Linked DNA regions of Mus musculus: region 1 is linked to region 2. A link is a contact called in public HiChIP or PLAC-seq data. All regions are on one chromosome and are shown on one strand. The core of a region is the stretch at or near the end of the contact, and the rest is flanking DNA. Distances in the headings are between cores, read along the strand shown. Region 1 has its middle 22 kb from the start of Focad. Region 2 holds the start of Mllt3 (myeloid/lymphoid or mixed-lineage leukemia; translocated to, 3).

Region 1 (3,776 bases), core at 732-3,231, 39 kb before region 2:
CTATGGTATGCATAACAAATATTTTTTCCAGTTTGCCTTTGGCTCTCATCTCCCAATGTTGGTGATGAAGCCCAGGACAAGTCTTCTACCATGGACCTAAATACCTACCATCCCTCCTTTTGAGAAAAGGGACTTGAAGTAAGGTCTCATGTAGCACAAGCTGGCTTCAAGCTTTCTTTGTAGCTCCAGTGATGGCCTAGAACTTCCAAGCCTCCAGGATTTTAAATGTGAGCCACCATGCTTAGTTACAGTTTCTCTCTTTCCATCTATTTATTTTTGTTTTATGTGTATGGGCATTTTGCCTACACATATATGTACTACATGTGTATCTTCAGAGTCCAGAAGAGGGTGCTAGAACCCCTATGGGAATGGAGTTACAAATGGTTGTTAGCCACCAAGAGGGTGCTAGGAATTGAACCCAGATACTCTGGAAGAGCAATCAGTGCTCTTGACCTCTGAGCCATCTCTCCAGCCCCTACCATTTTTTTTTCTTTTCTTTTCTTTTCTTTTCTTTTCTTTTCTTTTCTTTTTTTTTCATGTAAATATTTAGGCTAAATGGAATTGTTTAATGTTAGAAGGTACAGATCCACATTTAGTTTTTCTTTTTCTCCCCCATGTTTACCAATAATCTGATCAGCATTTTAATAAAATTAATCTTATCTCCAATTTTAAATGCTTCTTTTATGTTTGTCTTGAGATGGCCTCACTTTGTAGCCCCGGCTGGCCTTGAACGAACAGAAATCTTCCTGAAAGGATTTCACCACTACACCTAGCTCTATCTTTTTTTAAAGACATGATCTCATAGTGTAGCCCAGGTTAGCATCAAATTCCTGAGCCTCTAGCTGCAGCCTAGGCATTAGGACAGCAGTTATGCTTCCTGCACTTGGCACTTTATGATTGTAACACTTAGCATTTCTTCTCGTTTCTAGGTGAGATTGATGCCTCACCCAGTACAGTGTTGAGTAAGAAAGATAGTAGATATTTTTACACCTCTCCTCATTGTTTTGTTTTGTTTTGTTTTTCAAGACAGAGTTTCTCTGTGTATCCCTAGCTGTCCTGGAATTCTCTCTGTAGATCAGGCTGGTCTTGAACTCAAAGATCTTCCTGCTTCTGCCTCCCAAATGCTGAGATTAAAGGCATCCGGTGCCACCGCTGGGGCACCTTTCCTGATATTAACAGGATATCTCTAACAGCTCCCATCACAGTGTGATATTGGCTTTGGAGTTGAAGTAGATATATTTTATATACGAGACTGCTGTTTGTATGCCGCATTAAATTAAATCACTTAATTCATTAGAATCTCCTAGAAAGAGGTGACACCTTATATGTTGCAATTTGTTAGTAATCAAACGTAATGTTCATATCACAGCTATAGAATATATGTGCAAAATTATACAAGAACAGCACATATTTTTTTTGTGCTTACCTTAATTGTTCATGGACTGTGAAATGATTTACCATGTGTTAATTGGGTCTTCATCATAATCATCAATTAGGAATGTTAGCTATAAAAAGACTCAGCTGTGCTTTATTCAGTGGCACACACCTGTAATCTGGGTGGTAGATCCTGGGCTACCCAGAGAGTTAGTTAGACAGTCTTTTTAAAAAAGGCTCAGCAGCAAAGAACAAAAATCTGTAAATTGTCACTTTCTAGCATGTTATTCTAATTATTATGCAATGTCTAGCTTTTTGTTTACTGGAGATAAAATTTAAATAACAGCAAGATGCTCCTATTTGAATACAGGTCAAAAATGGAAGAATTAATGTTTCTAAAACACTCATGTTCAGTGTATACTATGACAAAAAGACAATTTAAGTCACTACTCTAACTGTAGTCACAGCAAGTTGAAGTCTCACTAGATTCTAGTGACGAGAGGATGGATCTAAAGAAGGAATGCGAGGTGGCCTGCAGCAATGGATTTGAGAATCAACTTCAAGCAGTTGATAATTAAAACCACAGAATACCGGAGAGATGACTCAATGTTTAAAAAGCATACATTTGCTCTTGCAGAGAGACCTGAGTTCATGTTTAGCAGGCAGGATCCTAACCATATGTAACTGGTTTCCTCTAGGACATACAGTCATGTGCACAGACATTCACTCTTGTTAGTTTTTGTTCTGTTTTGTTTTGTTTTGCTTTTGTCAATTTGAAGAGCTGGAATCATCTGGGAAGAGGAACTCCCTTCTTCAGATTGGTCTGTGGTCATTTCATTGGATGATGGTTGATGTGGGAGGTCTCTGCCCACTGTGGGACATGTCATCTCTGGGTAGGTGGACCTGGGGTATATAAAAAGCAAACAGAGAAAGCCAAAGGGAGCAAGTCTATAAGCAGCATTCATCTGTGGCTTCTGCTTCAATTCCTGCTTCCAGGTTCCTGTCTTGCTTGAGTTCCTTGGTTGGCTTCTCTCTATGATATACTGACTGAGACCACAGTCTATCACAAAGAACCGCCCCCTCCTCAAGTTGATCTTAGACATATTGTTTTATCACAACAGTAGAAAGCAAACCAAAACACATGCATGCAACCATATCTTTAAAAAATGAAATAGATCTTAAGAAGTTTCCATAAAAAAGTAAGCCACAGAATAAAATGGTTATGAAGACTTAGAAGAAGAGAAAGAAGCCAAAGATAAAAGCCTACTCAAAACAAATAAGGATAGGTAGGAGAAGAAAGGTTTGAGATTTTAAATGAAAACAAACAAACAAATAAAAATGTTAGCCATGGTACTGGACACCAACAACCCTTAATTCCAGCCATTGGGATGCAAAGGCAGGAAGATCAGAAATGCAAAGCCACACAGTGAGTCCTTCCCTCTTCTCAACAAAACCAAAGTAAAACAGAATGTGAAATTGAAACAGGAGAGGAGAGAACTTGAGATGTTTTTCAATTGCATCAAAGGTTTCTAAGAGTAAAGCACATGAAAAGAAACAGCAAGACAGCCACAGCAGACCTCTCAGAGTGATAGTAATCTTCAGTGCCTGCCTCCTGCCCCACCTTCCAGAGGTCCCCACTTTCATACTACTTGCTTCCCTGTTCACAGGCACAAGAACATAACTTGTGTTAGACACAGTCTCAATGTCTATGGGCATATCCCAGCAAAGCCCATTGTTCTATTAGGGCTCCAAGGAATCCAGATGTGACAGCTGTTCTTGGGTAAACATGGCCACATCTGAAATGAACTACAATCCAGAAATGGAGTTCACACCTGTGAGAGGTTTTTGTTTTTGTTTGTTTTTTTTTTTTTCTTGGTTGGAGGTGGGTGAATCCACTTCTAATCCAGACCTTTGACATAGAAAAACACTCACCTTTAATGCAGTTCTTGAGGAGAGAAGACACACTTTAAATCTGGGCCAAACATTCTGCTGGAAGCCTATATAAGAATATGGAAGAAGGAAGCTTCTGCTCTTTGCCTGCTTGCTGTCACCCTGCTAACAAGTCCATTCCTTCCTTGGTATTGGAGCCTATTTCTTTAGAATTACATCAACTGCTGAAGACTTGTTAAGGCATTCAGTTTTGTGGACTGAGCAACTTCTGGATTCTTAGTCTTTCTGTTCATATTCAACTCCTATTATTGGGTTAGTTGTACTGTAGCCTGTAAGTGATTCTAGTAAATCTTTCTATATACATACATACACAACATATATATGTTTATATATGTATATATAAAGAGATTTATTCTATTAGTTCTGCTACTCTAGAGAGCCCCAGCTAATGCACCAGAAAAGCATCCCCTATACTTCCAGATAATTGAAATATCAGAATAAAGTCAGAAGAC
Region 2 (3,639 bases), core at 13-2,512:
ACTTTAACGAAACAAAAGTCACACCCATCTTTCATTTTCGTATATCGTCTAGATCTTATCCGTTTCCTTTTTAAAGGTTGTCTGTGTTTCTAGAGGAAGCTAGTAACTCTTTTTTTTTTCTTTCTTCTTCTTCTTCTTCTTTTTTCGCTTCACGTATGGCTTGATATTCTACCCGTGGCCACTGAGACAAACTACAATCGGAGATGGAGCATTTGTAGAAGAGCAACTCTAGAACACTTCTGCGAGGGGTTGTCACCCGGGAGCCTAAATGGATTAATACCCAGAGATGGATTATGTTGGCTGTCACCAATATGCCTAAAGATTATAATCCAATTTATGCACATTATAGTCAGTATTAACTTTATCTATTTTAAGGTTCCCAGTAGTCTGGCGCGCCCTTAGAGAGAGGGCAGACCCTGATGCAACCCAGCAGGTTGTCAGCGAGGGGGAAGCCTCCTGAAGCAAACAACTGGGAAGCGGGTTCCCTAAGGCTCTGCGACGGGCACTCCCAGGTGTCCCGCCTCCACCTGGGCACGGTTCTCAGCCCGGGAACACCGAGGCGGGAGGCGTTTCCTAGGAAGGAAATGGCATTCTTGTTTCGCGTTCATTTCTTTTTTTCTTTTCTTTTTTTTTCTTTTTCTTTTTTAAAGTTTTCAGTGGCGACGGTGGGAGGGCGGGGTAGGTTGGTGGCTCGGAGTAGATAGGGAAAGGGATTTAAGGTTGCTGGGGGCTGTTCAGTCCCAGAGATTGCTATCAGGAGGCTTTTTTCCCCCTTCTTTTTTTTCTTTGGTAGCGTGGATTTCTCTTGCTCTCTGTTTAAATAAGTTTGTTTGGGTGTGCGTTCTTGCGATTTCAGCACAAACCCGCAAAAATCCATGGTGGAAAGTAAAAACAAGCCCGCTCCCCCTTCCCAAACGTGCTCACTACCGCCAAAGACTTGATTTAACAACCCCTTCTCCTGCGGCTGGGGGGCTCCAGGCAGTGGCCACATTCCAGCAGTTTTAATCCGTTTTTTATTGTAGGGAGAACGGAGTTTGCACAGGGGCCGGGATGGCTCCCCAGCTGGCCGCTCTCCCAGTGCCGGGCCCCCTCCCTCCATTTCCTCCCCCCTCCCCCATCAGGAACCTGTTACTTTAAGCGAGGCGTTCCAGTGTGGCGCTGCGGGCCGCCGGGGTTTCGGGGAGGCGGCCGCTGATTGGCTCTTTCGAGCTCCCCCTGGCTCGGTCGCTCGGCCTCCCCGCGCGCTCCGCCCCGCCCGCACGCCCTCCCTCCGCCCCTAGAGGCTCGAAGCCCGGGTGTCAGGCGCCACGGCGCATGCTCCGGACTCATCCTCTGGCCCCGGAGCTGCTGCTGCTGCTGCTGCTGCTGCTTTTGCTTTTGGGGCTGAGTTTAATAAGCGAGCGAGAGAGCGAGCACGGGGTGGGGTGGGGGCCAAGGCAGAGCATGTCCGCCATCTACCCTCAGCTCCCGGGCGCGCTCTCATTCATAGCAGCCTCTTCATGAATTACAGCTGAAGGGGGCGGGGGAGGGGGGGTACCACACAACACCCCGGCAAACCTCCGGGCCCCCAGGCATGGCTAGCTCGGTAAGTACATGCAAAAAAAATAATAAAAGCCCCCCTCCCTCTCCTCCTCCGCCCCGCGCCGCCGCAGCCCAGACAGCGCCAGCGCTCCGCGGTTCCAATTAGAGAAAGGTTGGTTTTGCTCGCGGGGAGCTGCCGCCTCTCCCTCCTCCCCACCCCCCCCCCCCCCGGCGCGCGCGCACACACTCGCACACTCGCCGCCACCGCCACCGCCACCCCCCCCCCCGCGCCTCCCGCCCGCCTCGCCTCTTTGCAATCGCAAGAAGCGCACTCACACTCCCTCTGGCTCACACACGCGCACACACACACTCACACCCGGTGGAAGGAGGCGAATAATAACTCAGCCATATTTCAGCCGCCGCCGCCGCCGGGAGCTGCGGGCACGGTCCGGGGACGCGGCGAGCAGCCTCTGCGGCCGCACCTCCGCCGAGCGCCGCGGCCGCCACGATGGTGCGTTCTCCGCGGCGCGCGCGTGAGCCCGAGTGTGCGGGCTGACAGCGGCGGGGCTGCTCGCAACTTTGCCCCAGCGGCCGGTGTGCGCGACCGGGGCTCCGCGGCGGTCCGCCAGTAGCCCTGCCTTTCTGCGTTTTGTGGCTTTCGCTGGGGGGGCGGGTGGGGGGAGGCTGGAGGGAGTTTGCGACCACTTTGGCTCTTGAAAGTGTGCAGCGTTGGCTCTGTTGGGCTGGCCTTGCTGGTCGTGGGGGGCTGTTCGCCGAGGGGTGCGGGGTGCTTTGAGTTGGGGATGCCTTGGCGTGTTTTCGTGCGGGCGTGAGTGAGTGTATGTGTGACGACGTTTCATTCTTGTGCACGAACCCCGTGGTAAGAAAGAACACGGGAGTTTGTGCCCATTAGCAGAGGCTGCCTGTAGTTTCCATTCCGCCTGGCACCGCGCTCCACACGCACGCACACATACACGTACACAAAGACTTCCTCGGCGTGTGCCTGTCGCCGCGGTACTTTCGGGGAGGGGGCTCGCTAGAAACCCCGGTCCCCTATCTCAGCCACCTCCCCTCCCACGCCGGGAAAGCGCCCCAGCATCCCCTCCTGATTGTCTCCTAATTTGTTACCGACGCGTTTGTTGTCGTGCTTGCCGTGGTGGTCGTGTTCTCCCCTTTCCCCGACCCCCTTCGCGACTAGGGGTAACATTCCGTTACAATCCCGGCCGCTGTGTAGCGGCGCCGGGGGCCCCTGCGGCCCGGCCCGGTGTATCTGGGGGTGTGGGGTGTGCGCGCCCACGCGCGTGAAACGTGGATGGAGAGGGCACTGCCGTTTCCTTTTATGTGCGTTTCAAGGAGGAGGGAAAAAAATGTCAGGCGCAATGTTGAGCAGCGAACGGTCGCCTTCCTGTTGTTCACGGCTGTCTCTCCTCCCCCTGCCCGCAGTGTGCCGTGCAGGTGAAGCTGGAGCTGGGGCACCGCGCCCAGGTGAGGAAGAAACCCACAGTGGAGGGCTTCACCCACGACTGGATGGTGTTCGTGCGCGGCCCGGAGCACAGTAACATTCAGCACTTTGTGGAGAAAGTCGTCTTCCACTTGCACGAAAGCTTCCCTAGGCCAAAAAGAGGTAGGGCTCGAATACAAAAGAGACTTGATAAAAAATGTCTTTGCTCCGGGAGGAAACAATCGCGGGGCCCCGGCGCTCCCCGGGCCGTTCCCCGCCCCCCGCGCCGCGCTTGCCGGGCTAGCCTGGGACCCGGGGGCGCGGCGCCGTGCTGGCCAGGTCTCTGCTGCCCGCGCGCGGGCGCGCGCGCGCGTGAGTGTTCGACTTGGGCTTAGGGAAAGTCAGCACAGAGAAAGGACCGTCAGGTGTCGCGTGTTTATTCCTCCCAGCCCTCTTGGGTTGCTGTAGGTCCTTTGGGGACCATGTAATTAGTTACTGGGTTTGGAGGTTTGGAGAGCAAAGCTGGAGGGAATAAACAGTTTGCACCTTTCCACACCCCCCCCCCCCCCTTTCCTGGAGAAATCGAGCTTTACCTGTGTTACTAGCCAAGAATGCATTGGAGGTAGTTATTGTTCCGTTTAGAGAAGTCGGTTCTCTAGGCAATTCTGGCCTCTGTG

What was found. HiChIP or PLAC-seq counts read pairs in DNA pulled down with a chosen protein or histone mark.
Region 1: an HNF4G HiChIP or PLAC-seq map of pancreatic cancer cells shows a contact between it and region 2. The contact joins the enhancer-like site here to the promoter of Mllt3 in region 2. A contact is called at or near these places in 12 of 39 promoter capture datasets (the 3T3-L1 cell line, 3T3-L1-derived adipocytes, the C10 cell line and 8 more), 1 of 15 datasets of contacts at CTCF or cohesin (CD8 T cells), 19 of 484 Hi-C or Micro-C datasets (the C2C12 cell line, the G1E-ER4 cell line, LSK cells and 15 more), 6 of 115 datasets of contacts at active chromatin or transcription factors (CD8 T cells, the SCID.adh cell line, bone marrow-derived macrophages and 3 more) and 1 of 9 other capture datasets (liver).

The regions. Positions count from the first base shown.
Region 1 is chr4:88,070,251-88,074,026 of GRCm38.p6, reverse strand. No RefSeq gene overlaps it. Among named protein-coding and RNA genes, the nearest start is that of Focad, 22 kb to the left of the region's middle. Within about 2 kb of position 1,981, at least 12 of the 459 cell types and tissues checked have an H3K27ac peak or open chromatin away from gene starts, as enhancers often do. A contact at or near this core is called in CD8 T cells and pancreatic cancer cells, where this site is marked.
Region 2 is chr4:88,031,030-88,034,668 of GRCm38.p6, reverse strand. Mllt3 (myeloid/lymphoid or mixed-lineage leukemia; translocated to, 3) reads left to right here and starts at 1,262. Exons shown (of 11, transcript NM_027326.3): 1 at 1,262-1,585; 2 at 2,965-3,145. The coding sequence starts at 1,574.